3 separate regions of the Mus musculus genome follow, and all the other regions are linked to region 3. A link is a contact called in public promoter capture Hi-C data. All regions are on one chromosome and are shown on one strand. The core of a region is the stretch at or near the end of the contact, and the rest is flanking DNA. Distances in the headings are between cores, read along the strand shown.

Region 1 (4,234 bases), core at 342-2,841, 2.0 Mb after region 3:
AAAGGATGTAAGGAAGGAAGAAGGAAGGACAGACAGACAGAAGGTACATTCAATAACAGTCAAAAAAAAGCATAACAGCATGGTATTTTGGGCCAGGACCACCACTCTGCCTGCTGCAGGACCCAGCCTTGGGTTTACAAAGCACTTGAACCCTGACAGTGGGCTACCAGGCAGATATTCTGGGAAGGAGACCCAGATGACCAGAAAAAAGGAGAGGCTTGTCCAGGTTTCAGGGCCCCAGTGGGAGGCAGGGGACCAGGAGTGACTTCTTGCCTCAGGGTAATCCTGTGGCAGCATGGTGGGTAGCATAGGCTTCCCATGGGCTGGGTTTCCTGGAAGGTCAGGAAACAACCACTGTAGCTTCTCTCTGCCTCTCTCTCTGCCTCTCTCTCTGTCTGTCTCTCTGCCTCTCTCTCTGCCTCTCTCTCTGCCTCTCTCTCTGTCTGTCTCTCTGTCTATCTCTCTGTCTGTCTCTCTCTCCCCACTCTTCCTCTCTCTGTCTCTCTGTCTCTGTCTCTCTGTCTCTGCCTCTCTTTCTCTCTGTGTCTGTGTCTGTCTCTGTCTGTCTCTCTCCCTCCTTCCCAGCCTCCACATCAGTCACTCCACTCACCAAGGCCAGACCCTGCCACAGAGAGGGAGGTCCTGACAGCTGTAACGTGCTTTCTTATACTGGCCCTGGGACCTCCCTCTCTCTGTGGCAGGGCAGACCAATGTATGGAACCCTGAAGCCCGTTGCCCAGGTTTCTGAAAAAGGTCCAGTCTTGGTCAGAACCAGCAGGCACAAAGTCACAGGTCTCATCCAGTCTGCCTTTCCAACCAGCACTGTATAGCCGATCTTCAATAATAGACTCACACCATCTTTGCAATGCTGTCCAGAGTCCCCATCTTCCCTATGGACACACATACACCATTCTGTGCAAGGGCCCTGGGACTGTTGTAGGAAGCCAAACCACACATGGCCTTTACCCCACCGCAAGCACAGCCGGCACTCGCGTGTCCCTCTTCACACCCCCACCACAGTTACACAGTCTCCAGGCACAACCCGCTAGCTGCCAAGGGCCACTGAGCTCACACCCACTTTTTACTCACCGTCCAATATCCGAGCAGATCTTGGAGTCAGCCGCTACCGCAGCACGCGTGAAGGCACCGGGACCACAAGAGGCTTGACGAGGAGAAAGGACCGCAGCCAACACAACGATAACCAGACCTAGACCTACACCCAGCAGGACCAGGCAGACCGTGGCCCTGTGACCCCAAGCCATGGCTCAGTGGCCCAGGGACAGAGAGGGAGGCAACTGGACACACAGGGCAGTGGACAGACAGAGACAGACAAACTGACTGACAAACTGAAGGGAAAAGAAGCTACACAGGGTGATCTCAGGCTATTGGACAGAGGGGAAAGATCGATGGGTCAAGACAGACAGCCACACAGGCCAGACAACTGGACAGAAAGGATGACGGACAGCCTTACAGATAGGTGGCCAGGCAGGTTACAGAGGAGAAACAGGAAGCCAGCCAGCCTGGGTTTATGGATAGACAGACGGCAGGCTGTGGCCAGGCTGCTGCTACACTCTCCTCCAGAGGCAGAACTAGCCACAGGTCTGAACTTGCAGTTTTCAGCTCCCGAGGCTCAACCCTGGAGGCAAGCCAGGCATCTACAGGGAGTTTTTTTTTTCTTGAGAAGAGCCAGCTGCCGCTGTTAACTCTTCCATCGCCAGTTGATCCCATGGCCTGCCCTGCTGCCCCAACACCACCCAAAGACTCCTCAGTCCCAGTGCCATTGGAAATGTGATGCTTGATGCACCCAGGGGAACTGGGACATGGAACTCAGGGAACCTCTCTCACTGTTTTCCTGCCTCCCAACAGCTCAGGGTCAGGGTGTCTCCTGCAGGGTGAAACTCCATTCCCCAGCTTCCACTCCCAACTGGTTCCACCCAGGCAGCCTCTCAATGCAATCACCCAGCTGGTACAGAGATGGGGCTGAAGGTAGACCAAGGTAGCCACTCAGGACCGTGCTGTTTTAATTTTTAAAATTTTTATAGAAATGAATCTTTTAAAATATTTTAAAGATTTATTTATTTATTTATTTATTTATTTATTTATTATATGTAAGTACACTGTAGCTGTCTTCAGACACACCAGAAGAGGGCATCAGATCTCATTACAGATGGTTGTGAGCCACCATGTGGTTGCTGGGATTTAGAGTCAGGACCTCAGGAAGAGCAGTCAGTGCTTTTAACTGCTGAGCCAGCTCTCCAGCCTCGTCGGGACCGTTTTATTACAGCCTGGCACAGCCTCATCCAAACATCTGAGCATGGGGTGGGAAGGGAGTGGGCAGGCAGGCCAGATGTCCAGTGCCCTGACACCCAGTGCTGCTGACACACAGTGCTGGGACATAGTGACCCATAAACTCAACCTTAGACCTCTAAAGGACGAGGCTGCCCTGCTCAAGTGCCCTCCCTTTTTCTGCAGCTCAGAGGCCCACTTGCTGAGTCCAGAAGAACTCAGGGCTATTTCTGTGCTGGTGAGCCTCCTCCTCTGGGAGCCTGGCTTGGGTCCTATCTTTCCATGATCTCAGGATGTTCCAGTGGGAGGCAGCTGGAGCAGTGAGGACCCACCAATGTGCTCTCGTGATCAGAATTAATACATGTGCAGGGCAGAAGAGCTCTTGGTTTCAGGCCTTCCCATCATTCCTCACTCTCTTTCCACTGAGCATGCCCCCCGCCCCCATCTTCGTACCCCCCGGCTTGGCAATGCCAAAAAAAAAAAAAAAAAAAAAAAAAAGAGGCCCAGAGAGGGAATGCCCGCACTGGCCACCCATCCTGTTAAGTGTCACACCCAGAGTCCCTGCTAAGCCTGGACAAGGGAGGCTGTTTCCTGTAAGCCTGTTCCCACATCTTCCTAGAGGAAGAGGGGAGTGTCTGTGGGAGTCTTCCCCATCCCAGTTGTCCCCAACACTACAATGTCATGTCATTGCTCAACCAGGAACCAAAGCACATTCTTGAATGTAGGCCAGTCCACTCACGGGCCACTGTCCCCTAAGGCCAAAGCAGTATGGGGGGAACAAGCAGACACAAGGGTAGGTTATCTTCCCCTCCTGGTCCCTGGCTGGGACATCCTGGTCAGGCGCAGACCAGAGTTCAGAGGCAGTTCTACGGATTCTCAAGGCTTGCTATCATACTGGACTTGGCTGGGAAGGCCAGGTCTGGTGGCTCCAAAGGCCCTTATCCAGGAAGTAACATGGAAAGGCACTAGAAAGGGGATGGTCACTCAAGTCCCCAAGTCTCCAAAGAAGCTCTGGGCTATACGCAGTGGGTCTGGGAGAGCGCGGTACACTTCAAGCACCCTGGGTCCATGGAAATCTCCGGCCAGTCCAGTGGGGCATGAAACACTGATATACCATATCTTAATATATTGGCCTAGGGAATCCTGCCTTCTCCCCTTCAAATATGGATTGAGGAATGGCTGGCACCCCCCCCTTCAGCCCAGCTTCTGTGTTCCCCAAGGAGCCCCAGAGATAGAGAGCTTTAGAGCTCAGACATGGAGCACACCTACAGGAAAACCCTGCTTTCCCATGGGCAGGTTGGAAACACCAGGACTTCTAGCCTCCTGGGACCCTCCTCCAGCCACTGGGTCCCTTCCCTCAGGGACCCCCAACTTGTGCTCACTTTAAGGGGCAATATTTAGCTCCTAGGCTGTGACTACCCCGGTGGCTCACTTCTACATTGTCTCCAAGTGTCTCTTTACCTCGTGGTCACAGCTGTGAGTTCTATAGACCTTGACACAGCATGAGGGGCTGCCCTTAAAGAGTGTGTTGGCTAGTTTTATATCAACTTGACACAAACTAGAGTCATCAGAGAGGGAGCCTCAACTGAGAAAATACCTCCATAAGATCTAGCTGTGGGCAAGCCTGCAGGACAGTTTTTAAATTAGTGATGGATGGAGGAGGGTTTAGCCTATTGTGGGTGGCGCCATCCCTGGGCTGAAGGTCCTGGGTTCTATAAGAAAGAAGGCTGAACAAGCCATGAGGAGCAAGTCGCACTCTTCCATGGCCCCTGTATTGGCTCCTGTCTCCAGGTTCCTGGCCCGTCTGAGTGCCTGTCCTTACCTTTCATGGTCAACTGTGATGTGGAAATGTAAGCCAAATAAACCCTTTCCTCTCCAAGCTGCTTTGGTCATGGTCTTTCATTGCAGCAATAGAAACCCTGACTAACACAAGGAGGGATGTATCTAA
Region 2 (4,342 bases), core at 1,286-3,785, 1.1 Mb after region 3:
TTAATCCCAGCACTTGGGAGGCAGAGGCAGGGGGATTTCTGAGTTCAAGGCCAGCCTGATCTACAGAGTGAGTTCCAGGACAACCAGGGCTACACAGAGAAACCCTGTCTCGAAAAAAACAAAAACAAACAACAAAAAAGGATGTCAGACAAAACAAAGAGCAGCTGCCTTTTGCTGCTGGGGTCACTTCTTTCCCACCCCACCCCCAAAGAAGTTAGCCACTTCATGTCCCCGCAGCCTCAGCCTTCCTTTTCTCTGTTACTCTCACTTTCAAAGAAGTTAGCCACTTCATGTCCCCGAAGCCTCAGCCTTCCTTTTCTCTGTTACTCTCACTTTCCTGGCTTCCGAGGGCATCCTGTGTCTCAAGCCTGATGCTTACCATGTCTTCACATTGGTCGTCCTCCCAGGATATCCAGTTCTCTGTCTAGCCTATGGGTTGAGCTGGGTGGCACTCCTTGATGACCACCCCTTATCCCAGACTCTTATATAGCATTCCTCAAGAGCAGCAAGTGCCCTCAGACCCCAAGGCATTGCTCTAGCCCCCCCAATTTTATTTTAAATTAGATTTTAAAGACATTTTATTATTTTAATTATGTATGTGTATGTATGTGTCTGTACATGAGTATTTGCATGTGGTTGCCAGTACTGACAAGGTCAGAGGCAGCTAATCCCCCTTGGAGCTGGCATTATAGGCAGTTGTGAGCTGTTTGACATGGTTGCTAGGAACCAAACTCTGGTCCTTTGTAAGAGCAGTATGCACTCAATGCTGGCTGCTAGTTCTCTGTTAACCTGGGACAAGTTATAGTCGTCTGAGAGAATTTAGATGCCAGAACCCACATCTGGTTCTAAGAGAAGGGAACCCCACTGCAGAAAATGTCTTCTTAACATTGGGCTTTAAGCAAGCAAGTCTTTTTATTTTATATTTACATAGGGTCTCTCTTTTTAGCCCTGGCTGGCCCTGAACTCAGAGACCCACCTCTCCAGTGCTGGGTATAAGACACGTGCCACTATACGAAGCAGGGATTTCCTTAGTGAGTGAGGGGGTAATTTAGATCCCAGAACCCACATCTGTTGACGCACAATTGCCTGTAACTCCAGCTTTAGGGCATTTAACACCCTCTTCTTACCTCTAAGGATACCTGCCAGTTCCACACAGAGACACAAACATACTCATAGTTCAAAGAAATAAATATTATTAGGTATTTATTTATACTTTAAAAATTATTTTATGGGTACCAATGTGCGCCACATGAGTTTTTGGTGCCCTCAGAAGCCAGAGGTGTGCATCAGATCCTCTGAACTGGAGTAACAATTGTGAGCCACCATTGGGTACTGCGAATCAACTGGGGGTTCTCTGGAAGAGCAGCTAATGCTCTTAACTGCTGATCTCTCCAGTCCTTTAAGTTTTGATATGTAAAATATGACCGACCACCCTTCAAACATTCCTTAAATATTGCATGGCTCAAAGACTGAGACCAACATATCCTAGAGGATAGGTCTGTCCAGAGGGACCCCCACCCACTCAGTGTTTTCATCAGTGCAAGAGACACTTCCTAAGAGGCTTGAAGTCTTTTGAGTCATGAAAGTGAAACAATTTATTTTTTGGATCTTGTAAAGTTGGGTGTCAGCCTAGAGAGAAGGCAAAAACGGCTGTCATGCAGATTTGGTATAAAATAGGTTTTATAGCCCTTACGGCATTTCCCTGTTCCCAAATTCCACACTACTGAGTTCTTCAGGAGGATTCATTCTTATAGGCATTACCCTCTCTCCAGCTTCCCTATCCTATCCGTGCAGGATGCAAAGCTCTTGACATATATCCTGGAGCTCAGATCCTCTCCTTTTATGTTAGTCATGTTAACAGCCTGCAACGTTTCAACCCAATGATAAATTAATAAATGTTAGGCAAGAAAGAACCTGCTGCCGGCTAGGGAATCCAAGGGCCCAATCCTCCTAATTTCCTGTAATCCACCGATGAGCTTTAAACGCGCCTCTTACTACAAATGGACCATAGTTTCTTTATTTCCTTATGGCAGAAAGACTTTCCTGGTAGAGGTGATGGATGGAGTGAGAGTCAGGTGCCTGAACACACAGCGACTCTGTACATTGAAGCGTGTGCGTGAATGCAAAACGGCCCTGGGTGGCAACTCTGGGGTCCACTGGGGACAGCGGTCTAAGTTTTAGGTGTCATTCAATGAGTAACTCTGGCTATACTCTGTTCTTTGGATTTGGATTGAAGACAGGGGACCGTGTTCAGGAGGGGCCGAAGTGGTCAAAGAAGGGAAGCAGGACTCCCAGTTGACTGCACCTGAGAACCAAAAGTGGGGGCTGGTGGATCCTAGAGGATGCCCCAGTGTTCGCAGAAACACATCGCGACAGAAAAAACGACTTTGGCAAAGTGCGGGAGAGAGTGCCCAGAGCGCACCGGAGGCATGGAGAGCCGCTGGTATGTAAGTCCTCCTCCTGTCGGGAGAGGGCGATAGGTAGCACCGCCTCGGGAAAACGGTTTGTCCAAACCTTCCCGCCGCCCAGTCGACGAACGCCCGCGAGCCCCGGGAACGCCGCGCCTCGCTCATTGGCGTGGATGAAGAGGGTGGAGAGCGTCGGCGTACCAATTGGGGACCAGAGAGATGGCTCTCCGCCCTTGGAGCGTCAGCGGAGCGCGCGTGCGCAAGGCCACACGGGGCTCCGGATTGGCGGGGCGAAGCTGACAGTTGTGTGTATGGGGGGTGGGGAGGCGAGTGGGTGAAGGGAGGGAGTGTAAATAGAGCGAAGGCGGTGTCGCCGCCGCCCTGTCACCTCCGAGCGACTCGCCGGGAGCCCAGGTGGAGATGGAAGACGAGCAGGAGCAGCGGCGCAGGAAGGTGGAGGCTGGGAGAGCCAAGGTTAGACGGTAGCATCCTTCTCTCAGCTTTGCGGTGGGGAAGAAATCCTAAAGCGGTTCCGGTGCTCAGACCGCCGCTTGACACAAGCGGTGGCGGTGGAGCAGTGGGAACTGCCGGGCGCTTGTCCTTCCCGCCGCTTCTGCGGAATTCACTTCCTAGGCGCCGCCATCTTGAATCCAGCGCCCTCTGTCTCGCTCCGCCCTATTACACCCACAGCCAATCAGCGTCAGAGACGTACGACTTGTAGGTGGGCCCGAGCGCCATGGGCGGGTCCTGGTCACCTAGCATTCTTAGTTGTTGTGCTTCCGGTGCTCAGGCACTTTCCTGAGACTAAACTGTCCAAGGCTTTTTAAAGACCGTCTTCAGACTTTATTTTCCCAGGGAACCAAGAACTTTGCTCCCTAGTGGTGTCCTGTTGTTGTATTTCGTTGTTCGCTCTCTGGCCGGGCCCCACAACTGCCATACTACCGAGGGTCCTCTTCTCACCTCCTTCTGCCTCAGATTTTGAATTTGTTTGAGACTCTACCCTGGGAACACTTGTGGCTGTTAAGATAGTTGTTTTGTTTTTTTGTTTTGTTTTGTTTTGTTTTTTTCGAGACAGGGTTTCTCTGTATAGTCCTGGCTGTCCTGGAACTCACTTGGTAGACCAGGCAGGCCTCGAACTCAGAAATCCTCCTGCCTCTGCCTCCCAAGTGCTGGGATTAAAGGCATGCACGACCACTGCCTGGCAAGATAGTTATTTGAAAGGTGATGGGGATTCAGAGGAAGAGAAGGTGCGAACATTTTGGAAGTGGATCTCTGGCCAGCTATCATGGCTGTGGAACCAGAGGCTGTGTCCCTACCCTGTACTGTCAGGACAGTATAGCTATAGCCTTCATGAAAGGGCTGTGTTGATTTTGTGGTTCGCCTAGTAACAGCAATTCTTCATTTGTGTCAACAACCCCACCACCACTATCACCCTGCACCCACTTCGAAAAAACATGCAAAATACACAGAGGAAATGAGAGCACAGCAATGTCAGATTACAGGTGCCGGCCAGAAGCCATTGTGGCCCTTATGGGGTATAAGCTGGGCACATGTAGATAGACACTTTGAGAAATGAGGGCATGTGAAGTTTAGTACTTCACCAGGGGAACTGGTGTCTGTACTTGGGTGGGTTTGTGAACCCAATTAGATATCCTTAGGGAGATGGAGGCTAATGAGACGAACCAGAAGGCCACTCATTGAAGGTTCATGGCCAGAGACCAAGTACATGCTGCAGAGGGCGAGCTCTGAGGCAGACAGTTGCATTCAGTGGAGAAGGCAAGAGATTAGAACAGAGTTGGTACTGTAGGCAGTGCCCTTCAAATTTCTCTTCCCACAGATAAGTGGCCTTGTTAATTTCCTCCGCCAACGAAACTGTGCGTTTCTCTTTTCATCAACAGGGGCACATCTGCTTGGGTGGCCTTGGTTGTGATTTG
Region 3 (4,313 bases), core at 1,611-4,110:
GTGTACTTACATATAATAAAGAAAAAAAAAAAAGAGAGAGAGACAGAGAGACAGAGAGGGGAGGGGAGGGGAGGGGAGGGACAGATCGACCCTAACAAGCACAGAGAGGGAGCAGCACAGTATGCGGTCACTCAGGACAGCTGCACCATTAGCTGGTTGTACTGCCCCTTAGCGCTCCTACACCCCCACACTGGGATCCTTCTCATTAATGCTGACAGCTGAGGGTGTGCTGAACACACCCACTCTCCAGCGTTTTCAAAGTCATCCACAAGAAAGGATGGTCTTGCTTACTATCAGCCCACACAATGTCCCCGGAATGACGAGGTCCGGATCTGTTACAGGATGTTTTGGTAACTGGGCTTTTGAGAACTGAAAGACTGAGTTCCAAGAAACACACCCTGAGCCCCTGAGTCCCTGAGAATGGCCATGCTGGCCCTGCCCATTACTTGGCAGTCTGAATCCCCAGGGGCCAGCCCTCCTCCTCCACAGACCTTGTGTACCGGAGAGCATCAATGGCAGGCATTCTGGCTGAAGTAACTCCCAGACTCATGTGGCAAGGAAGGAAACACTGACAACCTGCTGCCCCGTGGCTCACATTTCAGGGAGGCCACACACAGTATCTCTCACCTCATCACGGGACACAGCCAACCACACACTGGAGATAGGAACAATGTCCTTGTGGTTTCTCAATGCTGATCACGGATGTCCTGACTCTGAGGCACTGTGGCTTAGAGTTCAGTTTAGAATAGCTATTTACTCATTATTAAAGAACTTTCAGACTCATTTAATAACTAAATGGAAAGGCAATAAATAGTGACTCGCTTCTGAGTGGGTCCTTGACGTTTCGGGTGAGTCGACTCAGGTCCTCAGGACAAAAAGACACACCTACATGTGGGAAAGGAATAATTGTGGAAACTAAGGAAGTGAACCTTACTCATTGTAAACCTATGAAACATGCTGCCATCTCCTGTGCCCCCAAGTGAAATGAACTTGAAAGGGCTTAAGAGTGCCCACTCTGGTGACAGAATTCAGAACTCAGAGGACATCTCGAATGTCATGTTGGGAGTACACTTGCTTGACAAAGTAGTCCTCAACACTGCACTGTTTGAGAAAAGGAGGGGCAGGACACCCCAAAAGGCATGTATGCAGTATTGAATAATACAGTTCACTAAGGCAGGTTCCTCAGGGACAGAGGGAGGGGAACTGCAGATTCCTCTACAAACTGGGGTGTTCAGTAAGGACCCACTACTTGGAGACCTGCACCAGCCATCACTGTGTCTTAGTGTTCCTAACACCACTGCAGCCCTTTTAGGGACTGTTTTCCCAAGATGAAGCTCAGAGACAGTGACTCCACACGCCATTAGTAGAGGGTCCAAAAGCCCTGTCAAAGTGTCCTCAATGTCGCAAATTTCACTCTACGGATCTATAATCTACTACAGGTTCTGTGAAGCACACAAAAAATATTTAAAGGGTGAGTTTTGCCAGGCAGGGCAAATGCTTTATGGTCAGCATTTGAGAGGCAGAGGCAGGCAGACACCTTTAAGTTCAAAACCAAGCTGGGCGTGGTGGCACACGCCTTTAATCCCAGCACTAGGGAGGCAGAGGCAGGCGGATCTCTGAGTTCAAGGCCAGCCTGGTCTACAGAGTGAGTTCCAGGACAGCCAGGGCTACACAGAGACACACTGTCTCGAAAAAACAAACAAAAAAGTTCAAAACCAGCCTGAACCCAGTCTCAAACAACAAAAAAAGGCGAGTTTTGGGATACAGGATACGGTAATGTAAATTTATGCAAATTCCTTGTAAAGACTAGCCGTTTTAAACATCAGCTATCTCCCTATAGAATGTCAAGGAGTAGAATCCTTACACCTAACACGTGGTGGTTGGTAACAGGTGAAGGTTCGTGCCCCCCCCCCTCCCCCCAGTATCGCAGCAGACACCCTTGAGACACTGGGAAGGGTCCTGGGTCTCCACAGGCTCCCCAACACTCTGCCTGGCATAAAGTCCTTACTGGAGAATCTAGCCCCAAGTTCCCCGGGGCGGCCAGGGTCAGCTCCTTTAGTCACCCTCACCAAGGTAGCAGGAGTGAGGCAGTCCCAGACCGGTCCTAGGCATACCTGGGAGCAGATAAGAAACTTAAACAGAGAGACGCGACAACTGGCAAAAGGTCACAAAGAGAAAACACACCGTGACAGGCTAGAGTGTAAAGACACCTTGAGAGAGCCTGAGCTAACAAAAATACTCTCTTGCAGCGCCTCATCAACTCTAGCGAGCGTACAAAGGTCAAAGTTGACCAAGCCTCAGTCTTGGACACAACTTGTCAGCTCCCTGATTCCCCTCAAACAAAAACAGTGCTGGAATGCAGATGGTCCCCGAGATGCTAAGCAGGTGCCGAGGCGTCGGTTCCGACTAGCCGAGTCTTTCGTGCCTCAGGGCACGACGTTAACTTCCAGCAGAGGCTGGCTGCCTTACCCAGCTTCAAGGGAGGGCGTGAGCGCAGAGGCAGCCAAGCCCGCGGGCTGGACTCCGCCCTGGATCCGACCCGGCCGCCCTCCTCCTACTCCTCGGCCCCTAGGCCCACGGGCCTTACCCACTCTCGGAGGTTCCTGCGCGGAGGCTCCGGACAGAAGCAACAGCAGCACGGCACCGAGGAGCATCACCCAGTGCGGCGTCAGCCCAAGGTTAGCAGGCGCCATGGTGAGTGCGTCGTCGGCGGGGACCTCAGGCGACTCAACTCCAACGCCGAGCTAGGATGTTTCCACAGTAAGCGCTCCGCCTCCGTAAGCTAGCCAGACGGGCGGAGCTTGCGAGTGCGCAGCCGCTGGCTCCGCCCCCTGACCTCCGCCCGCCTACGGGCGCAGCTGAGGCTTAGCACGCCTGCGCGCTGCTGGAACTGCGGGGAGGGAGCAATAACCGGAGCGTCAGAGCAGCGCGCGTGCGTAGTAGACTACTAGGCTGGGCAGTGGACAGCGAAGCTTTGCCACTTGCTCTGGAATGGAGCTGCTGGACTCTGAGGCGGGTTCTGAGGCTCAGCTGCTCTGCCTAACACAACTGCTCTGTAGCCGCCAACCCTTGGAAACCTCTGCCAGTCCTGTTAATTCTCTGCCAGAGCCGTATGCGTGTCCAGAGGGCAGGTTTTGTGGATTTACGTTAAAACAGCATCCAAGCTGTCTCGAACTTGTTACTGAAAGGCGTTTAAATCACTGAGGGAATGTGGAGGGTGTAGCTTAGATGGTAGAATTGCTTGCCTGGCAACCAATGCATGCACAAAGCCTCCGAGTTCCATCCTCAGAACCTCACAAATGAGTCGTGATAACACACACCTATCATCTCAGCACTTGGGGGTGGAGCATTGGAAGGATCAGAAGTTCAAGGTCTTCCTTAACCAATGAGACCCTGACTCAAAGAAAACAAAACAAATCCTTATTGATAGTGACTGGGGACGCAAACTTGAAGACACAGGAGCTTTGAGTAAGAGGGTACCTTCCCTGCTTGATTGTGCATGAACCAGAGACCTAGATAGCCAGACACCAAAAAGATCAATGCGGGACTCTGGATCCCAAGTTTCTCGACTCATTAAAGACCCAGACTCCAGTAGGAGTAAGCAAAATAGGATACAAGCTTGAGCCCACCAGCTTTATGTCCATTTGATACAAGCTAGTTATGACTGTAAGTGTTGCAACTCTGAAGGGAAAGGCTTGAAGCGTTCCAGCTCCACTCCTGGTGCTGCGGCAGAAGGTTTTCCCAAAGGAAGTATAACAGTTCTGCTGCAGGAGGGGGTTCCCATGGAAAGTGTCACAGGTCTGCTCTGCAGAGGAAGACTTCTCCAGCCAAAGTGTAACAATTCTGCTTTGCCAGAGGGAGGCTTTCCCCAGTGAAAGCGTTACAGCTTTACTTCGGCCAGGCAGGTTTTCCCCAGCCAAGTTCTGTTCCGGGGAAAATGTTACAGCTCTGCTAGAGAGGCTTCCTGGCAATTGGGAGCCAAGGAATACCACAAAGTCACACGACACATGAGGCACACAAGAGATTTATGGAGAGGGAAAAAAAGCAAACAAACAACAGCAACAACAACAACAAAAACAGGAGGGCAGCTAATTCTGCTAGGGTGAAAAGCAGCAGAGAACGAAGCCAAAGGCAGAGCTTATATAGGATTTCTTGGGGGTGGGGCTTCCCGTGGAGATTTCCAGGATGAGGATTGGTGGGATTTCAATTCCTGAGCTTGGGAGGACTCAGGGTCTTTGTATCACTGAGCTGGTCCAGAGCAAGGGAAGTTTAGCAGGGCCCTGGTTAGTGCAGTGCGGGATCTGGGTGGGAAA

What was found. Promoter capture Hi-C pulls out the DNA fragments that hold promoters and counts their contacts.
Region 1: a promoter capture Hi-C map of liver shows a contact between it and region 3, with 3 times the contacts expected there. The contact joins the promoter of Ggt5 here to the promoter of Pttg1ip in region 3.
Region 2: a promoter capture Hi-C map of erythroid cells shows a contact between it and region 3, with 7 times the contacts expected there. The contact joins the promoter of Pcnt here to the promoter of Pttg1ip in region 3. A contact is called at or near these places in 2 of 39 promoter capture datasets (erythroid cells and hematopoietic stem and progenitor cells), 1 of 115 datasets of contacts at active chromatin or transcription factors (embryonic stem cells) and 1 of 9 other capture datasets (liver).

What each region holds. Positions count from the first base shown.
Region 1 is chr10:75,586,738-75,590,971 of GRCm38.p6, reverse strand. Ggt5 (gamma-glutamyltransferase 5) reads right to left here and starts at 1,591. Exons shown (of 12, transcript NM_011820.5): 1 at 1,090-1,591. The coding sequence starts at 1,262.
Region 2 is chr10:76,441,105-76,445,446 of GRCm38.p6, reverse strand. Pcnt (pericentrin (kendrin)) reads left to right here and starts at 2,535. Exons shown (of 42, transcript NM_008787.3): 1 at 2,535-2,882. The coding sequence starts at 2,829.
Region 3 is chr10:77,580,202-77,584,514 of GRCm38.p6, reverse strand. It overlaps Pttg1ip (pituitary tumor-transforming 1 interacting protein), which reads right to left and starts at 2,860. Exons shown (of 6, transcript NM_145925.3): 1 at 2,588-2,860. The coding sequence starts at 2,693.